2 separate regions of the Xenopus tropicalis genome follow, and region 1 is linked to region 2. A link is a contact called in public Hi-C data. All regions are on one chromosome and are shown on one strand. Each heading gives the region's core, a stretch centred on a gene start, on an enhancer-like site or on the middle of the called end of the contact. The rest is flanking DNA. Distances are from core to core; before and after follow the strand shown.

The links. Hi-C and Micro-C count contacts between places; a contact is called where the count stands out from the background.
Region 1: a Hi-C map of neurula embryo shows a contact between it and region 2, with 1.8 times the contacts expected there. The contact joins two enhancer-like sites. A contact is called at or near these places in 2 of 5 Hi-C or Micro-C datasets (gastrula embryo and neurula embryo).

What each region holds. Positions count from the first base shown.
Region 1 is chr1:185,755,174-185,763,099 of UCB_Xtro_10.0, reverse strand. No RefSeq gene overlaps it. Among named protein-coding and RNA genes, the nearest start is that of lhfpl2, 33 kb to the right of the region's middle. Within about 2 kb of position 4,944, at least 2 of the 11 cell types and tissues checked have an H3K27ac peak or open chromatin away from gene starts, as enhancers often do. A contact at or near this core is called in neurula embryo, where this site is marked.
Region 2 is chr1:185,667,271-185,674,889 of UCB_Xtro_10.0, reverse strand. It overlaps lhfpl2 (LHFPL tetraspan subfamily member 2 protein), which reads left to right. Exons shown (of 5, transcript XM_002940194.5): 4 at 2,273-2,960. The coding sequence starts at 2,540. Among named protein-coding and RNA genes, the nearest start is that of scamp1, 43 kb to the right of the region's middle. Within about 2 kb of position 2,054, at least 7 of the 11 cell types and tissues checked have an H3K27ac peak or open chromatin away from gene starts, as enhancers often do. A contact at or near this core is called in neurula embryo, where this site is marked.

The DNA of each region.
Region 1 (7,926 bases), core at 3,695-6,194, 85 kb before region 2:
TGAAGCCAAGACCTTCCTAAGGCCGTATTGGGAAACATCTGAACTTGCTACAATTTTCTCTTTTATTTGTTTAATAAACTATTACATCCTGTTTACCTATTTGAATGCAGCTGGATGTGTACAATGGGAGCTAAAGGAGGGGGTCATGGCAATGTAGGGAGGCTGGGACCCCAATACACATTTCATTCTAGCATCCTAACTAGTCACAAACTGTTTGTGGGCTGCTGGGAGATGTTGGAGAGCGGCAGGTTGGAAACAGTGAAAATATCCCAATATTCTTATAGTATATGTGCTGTATGACCCAGATCAGTTTGATCTGTCACCTATGAGACATTGTTAAATTTATATGTTCCACATGATCTGTAAGAACATGAAAGCATGGGGTTTCATTACTATGTTAAAGAAACATTTGCAACTCAAGTCACAGTTACTGTGCTCATGATCAAAGTTGTACATAGGCTTATATTGTCCCTTTAACATTGAACCCAAAACACCCAATACATAGCTTTAAATGCTTCCACCAATTAGTGTTGTAACTCATGAGCTGAAACATGAATGCAATACATCTAAGTAATACTTAATCCATCAGGCATGCAGCAGTTTCATTTCAGCCTGGAAATAACCAATTTTGAGGCTTATTTTAGGACAACCCTCTATACTGCATGACCTTCCAACTTCCAGATTTCCTTTCCATATTCCTTTGATCTACTGACTGGCAAAAAACATCAGGCAGAGCCATTTAAACTATCAGTTTTCTTCTTGGGGTGAAACAAATTCCTTCCTGACTCCCAAATAGCAATGATATTAGTGCCGGGAAAAACCCAATTGTTTTTTCTATTTCCGACTTGCTAAATTTGCCCCCAACCCTTTCAACCTTAGAAAAAGTATTTGTCCCCTTGTCAATTACTCATTAACATGTACCCGATCAGGAAAGTGCTAGATCAATTGGCCAATTTATCAAAACACTTCCCTTTACTAATTAAGCTGTCAATTAGTAAGAAAGAGTTTGGCGCAAACTCTGTTCTATGCAATGAGGTGCTATATCTCAGCAGCAACTACATGCATAAGTATTTAATCCCCCCACTTTATTTTGTAGGCACCTCTTTTGCAGCAATAACAGCTTTAAATCTATTTGGGGTTACTATGTATAAGTTTTGCATGGTGGTTTAGTGAGATTAAGGCCCATCCTTCCAGACAATTTTTCTCCATGTTGTTTAGATTAATTGGATGACGCTTTTACATTTCAATATTCCAACAGTCAAAGATTTTCAGCTGCACCAACATCAAGACTTTGCCTGGGTTGTTTTAGAACATGGAAGAGATTCTCTGCATATCCAGCTATTAAAGAACATTAACAGATTTTGTGTAAAAAGCTACTGATAAAATGCCCTTCTGTTTAAACAAAACACAGAGAACATTTTTCCAGAGAAAGCCATAATGGATAATTTACAAAGTGCAAGAAACCTGCACACACTGCACACTTACACCCTCCACATGTGCCTGCAGTCCGAGCTGCATGTTCTAGACCAGGGTTCCCCAACCTTTCTTACTCGTGAGCCACAGTCAAATGTAAAAAGACTTGGAGAGCAACACAAGCAGCATAAAAGTTCATGGAGGAGCCAAATAAGGGCTAAGATTGGCTATTAGGTAGCCTCTATGCACCCTATCAGCTTACAGGAGGCTTTATTTGGTAGGAAATCTTGTTTTTATTCAACCAAAACTTGCCCCCAAGTCAGGAATTCAAAAATAACTCCCTGGTTTGGGGGCACTGGGAGCAACATCCAAGGGGTTGGTGAGCAACATGTTGCCCCTGAGTCACTGGTTGGGGATCACTATTCTAGACTAATGCTACACTATTGAAGATGTTTGATATTTCCAGCAAACACTTTAGGGATGACCAGTCTGCAGCCCTCCAGTCATTGTTGTTGTGCAGCTCCTAACTCCCAGCATCCCACCAACAGTCCAAGCTTGGAATTGTCCTCCTCTCTGAATTATGAAGGACCCCTATCAATAACTCCAGCTTTGACTATACAAGCAAACTGCTGTCAGTTCAGAGCTCACAAAGCTGATCTATAAGTGCATTTACCATCAGCATCGACATCCCTCAAGAGCACCCTTACCTTTATTGTTTGTCCCTTATTGGTATTTCTCCATCAGATTTCAGATAATATCTTATTTTTAAGCAGTGAGCTGATCTGCAGTGGCCCACAAAACCTTCTAAGCTGACTGTAAAAGGCTTTTAATGGATCGTACCTGACTCATAGGATTTTATGTTCTTTTATTTATAGGTTACTTAATTATAAATGACATTTCAATGCAACCCAAAACCCTAGCCATATTTTTCAGTGCAGAGAGATTGGCCTTAGGTGTTAAGCAGCTTGGTCCTGTTAGGCGCTGCAAAGTGGCTATGCAATAATGTTATTTCTGAACTTGGGAAACGGCTGCAACTGATTTTGTTTTGTTTTATTGCAAAAAGTACATGTGAATAATGGCATTAATCAGCATTAATTATGCAATAATTAGATATCTGGTGTAATACTAATAGACACCTTGGAAAACTGGCAACTAAGCACAGATCCCGCTCATACATTTCTCCCTCTCTATCTGCCCAGACTCTGTATCATTGCACATGGATTTGCATTGTAGCCTCTCAACCCCCCCATTCTTAAATTGTGATTATGACACTTTGTAACTGGAGACCCACGGCACCAATCCAAATATCTGATAGGCCCCCACCTAACATTTACCTCTGAACACCCATACTACAAATCACTTGCGCTTTACTCACCCCACCCTCTCTCCATCCCTATTGCTCATGATACATAATAAATATGAATGTGATACTGTGATACAGAATGACTATGTAGCTATTGGAAACCACTAACAATAAGTCATGTTGCTATAGATGCAATCATTTTCAGGGCAGCATTTATTCACCCCAGACCTTGCTTTGCTTGTCCTTTACTCTGTGCTTCAAGTAATATGAAGAACATCAAATTAGGATTCAACCTAAAGCTTACCCTACCTGGCCTTTACACTGAGCATTCAACCACTGCTTCTGGCCTCTAGAGGAAAGCCTCACAATTTGGGACTTTCTGCCTTAGGGCATTTGGATTATGTTCTGGTTGGAGTTTTAACAGAAGAGCAATAGTCTGGCAGGCCTATAACTTTAAGGCTAATAGCACATTGGTATCTATGTTTTAATCATTAAAAATCTAAGATAAACAGCGCAAACACCAAAACTGAAGCTACTCCATGTTTGTTCCTTCTGAGACTACAAGTTTACAACCTCCTCCATTCAGCCATTCTTGTGACTGTTTTGTTAGCAGGAGTCCATTATGCAGTGAGATTATCAACCTCACAAAACCATGGAGTAGCTTTAATTTTCCTGTTTGCCCAACACAAGAATTGATGTGATTGAAATAATAAGCAAAACATATGTTTAGCACAAGCCCTAATTATTGAGCTAATGTTGATCTTCCCCTTTAACTTCCACCAAAAAAAAGAAAAATCTAATTGAATATTTGGTGAACAAACTATTGCCTTATCTGCAAAGCGATGGAAATCTAGACTGAAACATTTCCTTCCTCTGCTAACTTCTATTCTGTAATTTATGATGCAGTTAAATGAAACCCATCTCCCTGAGAAATAAATCCAGGAAATCTGTATAAACCAGTAAATGTGGTACAACTAAAACATGCAGGTGGGGGGACACGCAACCCGTGACAGTGTTGTATGAGCACACGCATGCCTCTCAGCTGCCCTGTCCCAGTCTCACACATGGAGAGTTACAGTTGTGTCTCCTTGCACTCTGTTCCTTCTCCCAGTACTTAGGCACCACGTAGGCAAAGTGACTTAGTACTGTCGGCATTCACGCATACCCAACATTTGTATTCCCTAAATTTGCCCAGGAGCAGTAACCCATAGCAACAAATAAGATGCTTGCTTTTAAGTAGGTTACTAGCAATGCTTACTGCTGATTGGTTGCTATAGGTTACTGCTCCTGGGCAAACTTAGTGCCTTTTATTACATAAGAGGAGAAACTTGAGATTTATATGATTGACAACAGATATTTGCCATTTGTTCATACAGGTATGGAACCTGTTATCCAGAATGCTTGGGACCTGGGGTTTTCTGGATAAGGGGTCATTCCTTAATTTGGATCGCCATACTTTACATAACAATTAAACATGAAATAAACCAAATAGGATTGTTTTGCCACCAATATGGATTTGTGAAGCTTAGTTACCCTCGTGTACAAGGTACCATCTTATCATTACAGAGAAAAAGGTAATCATTTCATCATGTTTATTTTATTAAAATGGAGTGTATGGGAGTCTATGGGAGAAGGCCTTCCTGTACTTCGAAGCTATCTGGATAATGGATAATAAATCAACCCTACTAGCTAGTGTCTGCTACATAAATATGGAAAAAAAAGATTGAGAAGTCCTTGAGGCCACATATTCTGTATATCACCCTTGCTAACACCAAGAAAGAGAAAATACCTTTGCTCCATTTATTGTATTTGGTTTTTAACAGAGTTAAATATAATAAGCCTAGAGACCCTTTTTTTTCTTTAAAGGCCCATCCCTTAGTCATAAATATAGATTTTTTTACAAAATTTCTTTATTAAGAAAGTATTTGAGAGATGATGGACACAGGGAATGCTGAACACACAAGTACCTTTTTTACAAGGTAAAAAACAACTTATGACAGGTCTGGACTGGGATACAAAATAGGCCCTGGCATTTCAAGTACACAGAGGCCCAAACAGCCCCCCCGGCCCAATAAATAGTGATTGCCTATGGCATCTTACAGCAGCCCCTCTGGCATTTGCCAGAATCTACAGAATGCCAGTCCAGGCCTGGCTTATAGCACTAATGATTTGGCAGCCCTATTGAAGTGATGTAGCCAGCCACAGATTTCCTGCACTTAACCTTTCTGACCTGTAGGGGCACCAATTGCCTCTGCGGCTGATAGGGAAGCCTCTGATCTTCTGCTTCAGCTGTTGTGTTTGCAGTTAAATAATAACATAAAAATAAATCAAACTAAAAAAAAATATACCATAGAAATTCATGGATCGCGGAAGTTGCCTCTTCGATTTCGGAAAATCGTCGGCGTCGCGTATGCCATCCCACCAACGATTTACATCCTCGCTGGTGGGATGTCATATCGGGGAGATCAGTCGTTGTATAGCACTGTGGAATATATTGGCGAATATATACAGTATATTGATAATAATAATAATAATACCTGTCTATAGGGCACTGTCCACACTCTCACTCCATAGTAGCTTTAAGGTGGCCATACACGCACCGATAATATCGTACAAAACCTCGTTTCGTACAATATTCGGTGCGTGTATGGTATGTCGGCGAGTGGACCGATATCGCAGGAGGCTGCTGATATCGGCCGACTCGCCGATCGGACCAGTTGGAAAATTTTGATTGGGCGCCATAGAAGGCACCTGACCAAAATCTGCCTTCAGCGCTGAATCGGCAGAAGGAGGTAGAAATCCTATTGTTTCTACCTCCTTACCTGCTGATTCAGCCCTGAATGGTGTGTGGTGGATCTGACGATGTTTCGTGCGACCGATGGTCGCACGAAACATCGTCAGATGGCCAGCTTAAGTCTGCTCAATATCTACAGTCTTATCCTATTGTAATTAACTCTTCCCTTACAGGGTCCCCACCCCCTGCCAGGTAGGAACTTCATCTTCCCATCTTCTAGGGGCACAAAAATATTTTTGCACTATTGCTTTATACATCCCCCACCCTTTTCACTGAGCCCCATGTGTTCAAAGATCAGTACTGGGAATCCCTTGGTACCCCCTTCCATTCCAACCTATTTATTGGGGTTCTCTGTTCTGGGTTTTGACTATATAATACTGTATTATTGGGGGTATTAGAGGCCAGTGGCATAAAATGTGCTGTGAAGGCTGGCTATGCAGGGATCTTTTCCCCAGAGGTAGCACAGAGTTATGTGAGATCTCCCAGGAAGGCATGGGAGTCCGATCCATGTGTTATACTGGGTCAGATCATTCCTACAGCTGCTGTAGCCGGAACATGAGCCCAGACATTGCTGAGCCACTCAATCCCTGTCTCGTTTGCTCCAGTACATCTCCTCTGATGTTACCTCGGTCAGCAGCCGGGAATCCTGGGAATATAAAGAAGCCACAAGAACTATGAGTACAAACCACAAACTACTATTCATTCTGTCTGCACCTGCTGGGCTCTAATTGCCTGATGGCCTGTGGCAATATCCTGAATATCCTGGTTTCTCAATGTGCCCTTTCATTAATGCCATGTGCTTGTGCGCTTGGGAGCTTGCTTTAAATACGGGTGCTGGGTGCTGACTACAGTAGCATAATGCAGCACTGAAAATAGCAGTTTTGTCCTTTCCTTATCTCTCATCTTCCTGTCATTTGCTGGGGGTTCATCTGGCTGCCACCACTAATACCCTTTCTAAATATACACAATACTGGGGGGGGTTGCAGTCCTTAAAGAGTGTTTGTGCTCCTGAGTTTTGCCCATGTAAGACATTCAGATTCCATGATTATAGATTTTTTTTTAACACTTTTTTTGCAGTATTCAAAATTATACAACTTGGGGTCCAGATCTTAAGCAAGGAAAGTCCTTAGGGTTCATTTGCTTTCACACCCACCGTGTGCAAAGTGCAATTTTCTAAGACCATTGGCATGTTTTTTACCCACAATTCAGTGGGTTTTTTCTCCCAGAATTCCAGCATCATTGCATTTGCTAGGGGGAGTTCCAGTCTAGTTGATCAGCGGCGTAACTATAGAGGAAGCAGACCCCACAGTCGCGGTGAGGCCTGAGAGACAGTGCTCCCCAACCACAGGGTCTGCTTTCTCTATAGTTAGGAAGTAAATTTAAAAAATAGTTTTAAAATCCCCCTTCCCCAGTCAGAATCTGCAGTTGGGGAGCAGGAACATGGGCAGGTGGAAAGGAGGGCTGTGGGCAGGCAGGCTGTGGGCAGTGGCCCCTCTGAAGATTTTTTTCACAGGGGGATTTAAAACAGAAGGCAGGAGGAAAGCAGTTGATGCAAAGACCTGTATTGAATATCTTTTTTTGCACAACTGACTCCAGGGAAATTTATGAGCCCACAACTACAGTGTGGTTATTTAATGACCCCTTATATTGCTGGGCACTGTAGATTGGCCCGGTTTCTCATATAAGCAAATGCGTGGAGTATGCATAATAGGAAATGATGGCTGCTCATACATTACTATTAACACTTTAATAAAATAATTGGAGAAAAAGACATTGTCTTGTCACAATGAGATATTTGCAAAACGAAACACGGGAAAATCATGCACAGGAGGCGGATTTTGGTCTTCAAAAGCTCCAGTGTGAATTTTTGAACCAAAATCCTCCCCACATGCCTAGTGCTGGGTGGATACCATTAAATACATTGTCTGCAGAGGTGGGCATCATTGGGTAGTACTGGCATGTTACATTAGCCTAAGATAAGCAAAACACTGCTCCCTGCATTTCATTGTTCTGAGGGCCCATGAAGATGAGAAATACAAGTATCCCTTCTAACCTGCAGGGTGTGGTGGAGTCATTACAACGGATGCATTGTATCGATAACCCAACTGTGAGGTGGTACATGGCTCCCCCTGTCTCCAGGCTGTCTGACCTGTTTAGGCAGTGACCTTGCTAATAACTTGCTACATGGGGTTAGAGGTCAGTTTGGCAGCCCAAAGGTTAGCCAGCACTGAATAAAGCCAGGATCCATCCACTGTATTAAACCTGAAAGGAACATGTTAGCTGCTTGGCCACATTTGCATTGTTTCACTCCAGACCACGGCAGCCATTTGCCTCACAGTTTGCATTTTCACTGATTAATTTTTCTAAGCAACTTTCCAATATATACTGTATATACATGTAATATTTTAATTGGTGT
Region 2 (7,619 bases), core at 805-3,304:
GTTGCCCCATAGGTGATGGCACATGAGGAGATTTGTCACCCACTGTTAAATCTGTGGTACCGCATGTGACAAATCTCCTGAAACTGCCTTGCCATTAGCTAACACTGCGATTGCTGCATGTAATACATGTTTCTCGTGGCGATCTGGCTTAATTGTGAATATGTTTACTTGTGGCGACTGCAATGTTGGGGTAATGTCCCACGGAGATGGATCTCTGCTGCCGTGGGCGACTAATCTCTCCCAAATATCTTTCCACTGGCAAAAAAGTTAATCATCGGTGCAAAGGCCTACTCATCGTTTCGTTTTTTTAAAGTCACCTGAGGAGGAAACTTTGCGCCACTCGGCTAGAAAACCGAAGCGGATTCCCTTTGTTGCCAGTGGCATTTAGAAAAAATGATTTTCCCGCTGTAGCAGAGATCTATCACAGGCGACTAATCTCTCTGTGGGACATTACGGAGACAGGGGCTAGGTATTTGTGGGAGATATGTCGCCTGCGGTAGCGCAGATTTAACTGTGGGCAACAAATCTTACTATGTGCCATTGCACTTACTAATGATCAGTATTTACTGTTAATAGTGGGTTTCCACTAATGTTATGAGGGAGCACCTAAAAAGATGTAGCTTATGTATAACCACGTAGGAATACATTATTAGAATGGTTTCAAATAGAATGACACGTTCTTTTCTGGCACTTAAAGGGGTTGTTCTAGTATGATGTAGAGAGTACTATTCTAAGACAATTTGCAATTTGTCTTTATTTTTATTTGTAGTTCGTTATTTCACTTTTTGTTCAACAGCTCTGAGTTTCAGAGGCTATCTGGTTGCTAGGGTCCCAATTATCTTAGCAACCTGGGAGTGGTTTGAACAAGAGACTGGTATATAAATAGTAGAAAAACTGAATAGAGAGAGAAGGAATGAAAAGTAACAATAACATTGTAGCCTCAAGTAACTAGTTTTTGGCAGCTGGAGTCAGTGATCCCCTTATAAAAGTTGGAAAGTGTTAATAGAGGAAGGCAAATAATTAATAAAACTATATGAAATAAATAATGAAGACCAAATGAAAAGCTGCTAGGAATAGGACATTCTATAATATACTTAAAGTTAACATAAAGGTGAACCACCCCTTTAACGACACTGCTCATTGTTTACAACCCCAAATCAATTTATTTCTTAATATTTAGATATTATTCAGTTGTCTCAACCAATACCAGCATCACCCCAGGGGGGCTTATTTATCTGTGCAGATTTGTGTTTATCCTAATTAGCTGGAGCCACCATACTGATTCACACACAGATCTGAAGTGGCGGCCTCTAGTGGCAAACTGGAAGAATGCTTACTATACATAGTGATACTCCTGCACCTAGTAGAAAGAAAAATATAATTTATAGTGGCTTATAATTAGTCAGTCTAATGTGTTTTACAATGTGTATCTGTTATGTGTCAGAAGAAAATGTAAGTTATACAGCCCAGAAAAACTAAATATATATATCGCGTTTTTTTTCTGGAGTAATAAGCAGTTGTTTCCCACAATGCCTTGGCTTCTACTTAAAAAGGTAGAAAGAAAACAGGCAGAAGGCTTAAATGAGGCACACTTGAGCATATAGTCGTTATGTCCCCCAGTGCACAAGTTGCTGCTGTAGCCAAACTGAGCTGATCAGCGCAAGGAAGTGAGTGCAGAATGGTGATAACTGGCGTGGGCATGGCGACTATTCACAATAACAGGAAGTTATTAGCCTGTGGCACCGTGACTGTCACCTCGCTGGCTGCTGTGTTACCCTAGTAGGTTAATTAGCTGTGCGCTGTCGTTGGGTTCCAAGCGGATCTATTTGTTATTTATGCAAAGCAGTGATCTCAGTGTGTGTCACTCAGCCAATTCCTCCTGCACATCCCAGGGCCACAAACAACAGATCTGGGTGTCTGTGCCAAAAACAGCCCACCTGGTTCCAAGCAGCCCTCAAAGCTAAATGATTGTGCGTTTCTCTGTGGCTCAGTCAGTTGGGGGTCTCTAACTCCCGCTGCTGCTAAAATAGCACTAACTGTAGCGGCACCCTGGGGGCAGCCGTGTAGCTAGAGGCAGTCCCTGCTCCATGTACTTACACTAACAGGATAGGAGATTAGCCAGTGTAGGCTTCCCTGTGCCTCTGCTGGGAGCTGAGATGTGGGAAGTTTGTCCAGTCCCTGATAGGGGTCTCTCTATGAGATAGTGGCAGTGATAAAGGGGGTTTGTGTCCTGTCAGCACCTTTCACCATCTCACTCTCTCTTTCCCTGCAGGTCTGTGATGTCAGCCATGTGGGCAGCGCCTGGGAACTCCCTGACTCCCTGTAGCATCATGTTTCAGTATGAGTGTTAGGACAGAGGTACAGAGCGGGCTGAGACGAGCAGAGCTGATTCCTCCACTGCAAATCACCCTCTGGATCCCAGAAACTATTTCTTCCCGCTGAACGTACCAGGAGATTGGGTTCCCTCTCAAACAGCCCATCTGGTTCCACTTTATACCTCAGCTTCCCCCCAGTTTGGCAGCGCTTAGTGGCATTCACCATGTGTCATGTCATTGTAACCTGCCGCTCCATGCTATGGACAATCCTTAGTATTGTGGTGGCCTTCGGAGAGCTGATTGCATTCATGAGCGCGGATTGGTTGATTGGCAAAGCCAAAAGCACAGACAGTGACAGTAGGACTGGTGGCCAGCAGGAACCTTACCGGCCAACCCTGGGCATCTACGGACGCTGCATCAAAATGCCTCAAGTGCCATATTTTAGGAAGGACACCCTGTGCGGTCCCTATGCGGAGCATTTCAATGAGATTGCCAGTGGGTTCTGGCAGGCGACTGCCATCTTTTTAGCAGTGGGAATCTCCATCCTGTGCATTGTGGCGTTTGTGTCTGTCTTTACTATGTGCGTGCAAAGTGTGATGAAGAAAAGCATTTTTAATGTGTGTGGCCTGCTACAAGGCATTGCAGGTAGGTACCTAACTTCTAATTTACTATATACTCTGGTAACATTCCAGTTATTTTATTTGCTACTATGGCTACTGGCAAATTTGTAAATCTAGCAGTAATGCAGCAACTAAAGCAATATCTTTCGCTCATAGATTTTCAGACCACTGCCTGGTTACTAGGGTCAGTAACTTGGTAACAACCTCTGGCTAAATATGTGCACATTAATTCCTATAATCGAGTGGGAGTTGCCATATTGCATGCTTGACTAAAGTAACAGTAGTCACAAATCTGGCAAATATGGATTTGTGTCAATTACATGCACGTAATGTGGCTACTCCTGGTCATGTATAAGGGCTATGACACACGGTGCTACTTGTCGCAGCTACAAAATGCCAGAAAATACCCTGTTATAGACAATACTGAGAACTGACTCTGCTAAAACACATATAGAGGCATTTGCCAGTATTGTCTATTTTGTAGCTGGCTACAAGTAGCTCTGTGTGTCATTTCCCTAATGCAAGTAATGTGGCTGTTCCCGGTCATGTATAAATGCAAGTAATGTATATAAGGAATGTCCTGCGTTTATCTAAGTACACAGATATATACTGGGCAAACACAAGGTAAGACTGACTTTCAGTAGGCTGTGGAAAACTATCCGCTTCCTTACCTGCCATTATAGGGTAATACTGCACACAAGGTGAAGTGCATTAGGTTGTCCAGGAGGTTTGTAGCTCTGTTGGAGGGGGACAGAATGATAAAGTTTGTGTGGTCAGGCCATAATGTGCCCCTGTTGTTATCCATGCAGGGTTATTTGGGCCACAAGGAAAATCCAGTTTGTCAATTGCTAAATCACAATACAAATATATGGAATGTAGTCTTCTTAGCCTTTCGGGGCACCCTGCCCCTGTGCTATGTCAGGCAACCTGCCTGTTTACTTACAGTAGGGTTTGTATTAGGGAATATACACCTACCTGCTGCATTATTTGAGCTTCTCCTTTGGGGGTCATTTCCAGTGTAAAGGCTGGGGGTGAGCTATTGATAAAAGAGCACCTTTCATTTGGCTAAGGATGGCCCTTGGTCTTGCCTCGCACTGTCTGCCCTTCAGTCTAGCAGTGACGCAGAATCATTTGCCCTTAATCATTGCCCTAGGTGGGGCAATGTTAGTGTTCACTTATAGGACCTTTGTACCTGGGCTGTGCCGCATAATTATGTGCCTGTGTTTGCCTAGCGGGGAAAAGTGATGAGCGGAACTCCAGGTGACATGTTATTCCCTCAACCATAGGATCTTGTCCCTTATTAAATAGCAACTGTTAAATGAGAGGGGGTCAATATTTGCAGCTTGGTTAATCTGATATCTTCTCAGCTGTGTCACACAGTTCTGGGGCCACTTGTATTGATGCAGCTGCTCCATTGTGCTCAGAAGTGTTAAAGGGTCACTGCCATAGGGGGGATATGAGCAGTTTGTCAGTGTTTTTCTATAGGAGGATACCCCCTCTAACAGCTGTGCTTGTGGAACCCCTCACACAGGCACAGAAACACGCAGCAGCGGCGTCTTATAATTAACACCTTTATTGCTGTAATTTATATACATCCTGCATACAGCAAGTAATATTGCATAATGTTACATCAGAGTGGGAGCGGCGAATGCCAACACAGCTACCAAAACTGTTATTATAGAACATTATGTTTGAAGCATCACAGGAGAGTCTTCTTTTTCTGGTCACGGCAATGTCCAAAGCCACGTAGGAATCTTGTCAGGCTCCGTTTGTACTATAGGTTTTTTTTATTGTTTGCTAACTTGAGCATTAGAATTGGACATTGGAGTATACAGTTCAAAATCTTTAGGATACTTGATCCAGTTTAATAAAGCAAAGTCTAATAGCAACTAATAGTAAGGGTAATGGCACACGTGGTGTTTTGACTGTTGCTGGCCGCCACTGGAGAACAGCGCTGGTCAAAATGCCCCTGTCCCCAAATACTATTGAATTTAAAGTGCACTATTGGTCTCATACGGAGCGGTGTGAAAAGAACCTCGGTACCAAAATGCTCTGTATGTCACCACTCTGTGTGTATGTTATACGGAGGCTTCACATCCAGTATTAGGACCAATGAAAGGTCAGCAGAGATATTTTGCCTGCCACTGTTTTCTACTGGATAGCAGCAATGGGCCATAAGCCCTGTGTGCCCCTGCCCCAAAATGCACTGCAATATAAGTACTCCTTTATAATGACGATACTTCTGGTATAGGGGCAGATACTTTTGGTATACAAACGGCATATACTATCTACTGAATGGATAGTGGAGCAGGTACAGTCCCATTGGGATAAGAGCAGGAAAGGAAATGAGTGTTGGTGCTGGGGGGAAGCTGGCGTTGAAAGACAAGCTTGAAGGCGAGCGGCTTAGCGAGCGTTGCTCTAACAGGGTCGTCTTTAGATGCATTCCAGTGGCAGCTCATATGAGAGGAGGCCTCACCAGCCAGCGCTCACCACATGTCACAACCTAATGAGATTAGCCTCTCAAATGAGCAGGGCTTGACATGATGTAGCTGTGAAAATACACTTACCAGGCAGCCAGCTTGTCTCCGTACCAATTTTCTCAGTCTAATAACATCATTGGGGGAAATCTTCTGCTAATTGATGGTGTTTGAGAAATGTTGACACAAAGCGGGGTTTTCCTTCAGTGCAGTGAGGTTGCCCAAGAAAAATAACAGCGTGCCCCAGAGTTCCCATGGATGGCAATTAAAATGATACTGGCACTTTCTCCATCAAGAGAAAAAAAATCAGTCTAAGCTGTTTTTATTTCACATTTTCTTGCAGCATGTGACATCACAAAGCGCCATTTGTAATGGATGACATCACTAAGCAACATTAATAATAATATATTTTTACAAGTTATTTGTGATTTCCTTGTATTATATAAAGTTTACGCATTTCAGAAATTAAGCTTCTCTTCAAAAGTTCCTTACCATTTGTACCCACCAGACAAGCACAGTAGGTCTGTCAGTAGGGTTGCTGGGTGTTGCCTGGGCTGACAATAGCTATGAAAAAAATAGATAAACCCTTTTTCTAAATAGTGTGTGTTCCCCTCTGCCACAACCGTCTCCTGCTGTCAGAGCATGGGCAGGACAGATGGGCCACCATAGTGCCAATTGCGGGATAAGTGGGCTGAGGTCTGGTGCCCAGGCTAGCATGGAACCTAAATACAGCTCTGTTTGCACTCATATTTACAAGTGACCACACTGCACAACCAAAGTTGCTGCCATAGATGCACAATCTGGTTTGGCCACCCAGGTGTTGGCATTATTGGGCTGATGCAGTCATGTGGTGTCTGAATATATGACCACATAATAACAGGGACCTATGTCAGAGGAGGACCTCGTTGACGGCCTCGTCCTCGTCTAATGGAATTTCTAACCTGCCTAATAGATATCTGCCCAATCCTCTTTCACTTATTGGTTGGGTAGGCTGTTGTTTTGGCGCCATACAAAAGCCACTAAGCTCCCGACTCTGCCAACAGCTTGAATCGGTAGCCCATGCATGGCCACCTATAGGCATTACTGTAGGTGAGGCACATTTTGTATGGAGATGTTACCCATTTCATGTATTAGCCAATGAGCAAATGCCCAAAGACAATCTTCCGTTGAGCATTAAGAACTACCAATACTGGTGCTTTCAGCTGGTTTGCATTACAGTCAGTGGGAAGTGTCAGGGGTTGCTTTGGGCGCTTTTCTATTTTTATGAACTGTGCCAAGAAAGATAATGCCCCCATGCCTTCAGCCTTGCGGGTCTCTCAGAGTGAAGGTGGCCATACATGGGCAGATTTCAGCTGCTGATGTGGGTTCTTCAGACAGATTTGGCAGCTTATCTGCCCGTATATGTGCACCTATGCCTGCAGTTTTAATTATCATTAATTATCCCAATATTGCCTACCTTGTGGGCATATCGGGAGAAGGTCAACTCGCCAAACGAGTTCTTTAGTTCTTGTCAGTCAAATGTTTTGCTTTCCGTTTACTATCCTACCCTTATCTTAGGGTCAACCGAGATGACCTCAGGCTGGGAAAGAACTCAGTTTTTGTAGGAAATGTTTATTGAGCCTTCAGTGGAAAGACAGCAGGCACAGCTAATCTCTCTGCTCACGTGAGACCTGCAGGAACAGCCTTGTGTGTAGCTTTCAGCAAGGGCTTAACTAGAGGGGCTCATTTACTAATGGCACACAGTGTATCCTGTTTTGGTGTTAACTCACCCCTTTACATCAGGCTTAATAATAATTAGCAATTAATTGCTTACATGTTGCCCCAGAGAAGTAAGCTAACCCCATATCAACACTTTATTCCTCATCACTCTAAAGGTTGTAGGTAGGTTTCTCCTTCCTAGGAGTGATGTGCTCCGTACATTTAGGCACAGATTGGAGGTTTCATCATCCCTTGTCCCACTATGTAGTGCTGGAGATCAAGTGCGTGTATGAACTGCAGTAATCTTTAAGCCTTGAGATACACTACACGTAAACCTTATCTAATCATCGGCCCAAATACTACTGGAGCCCACAGCCCTTTAATTTCTCAAATACTGGACTTAGAAAGCAGCTAACTGGAATAAAACGTAGGTTTCTCTGCCCTGGTAGATAAAAACCCTTCTTTCTATATGCCACTTCTCACCTCTGGTTAACTGAATGGGAAGTTAC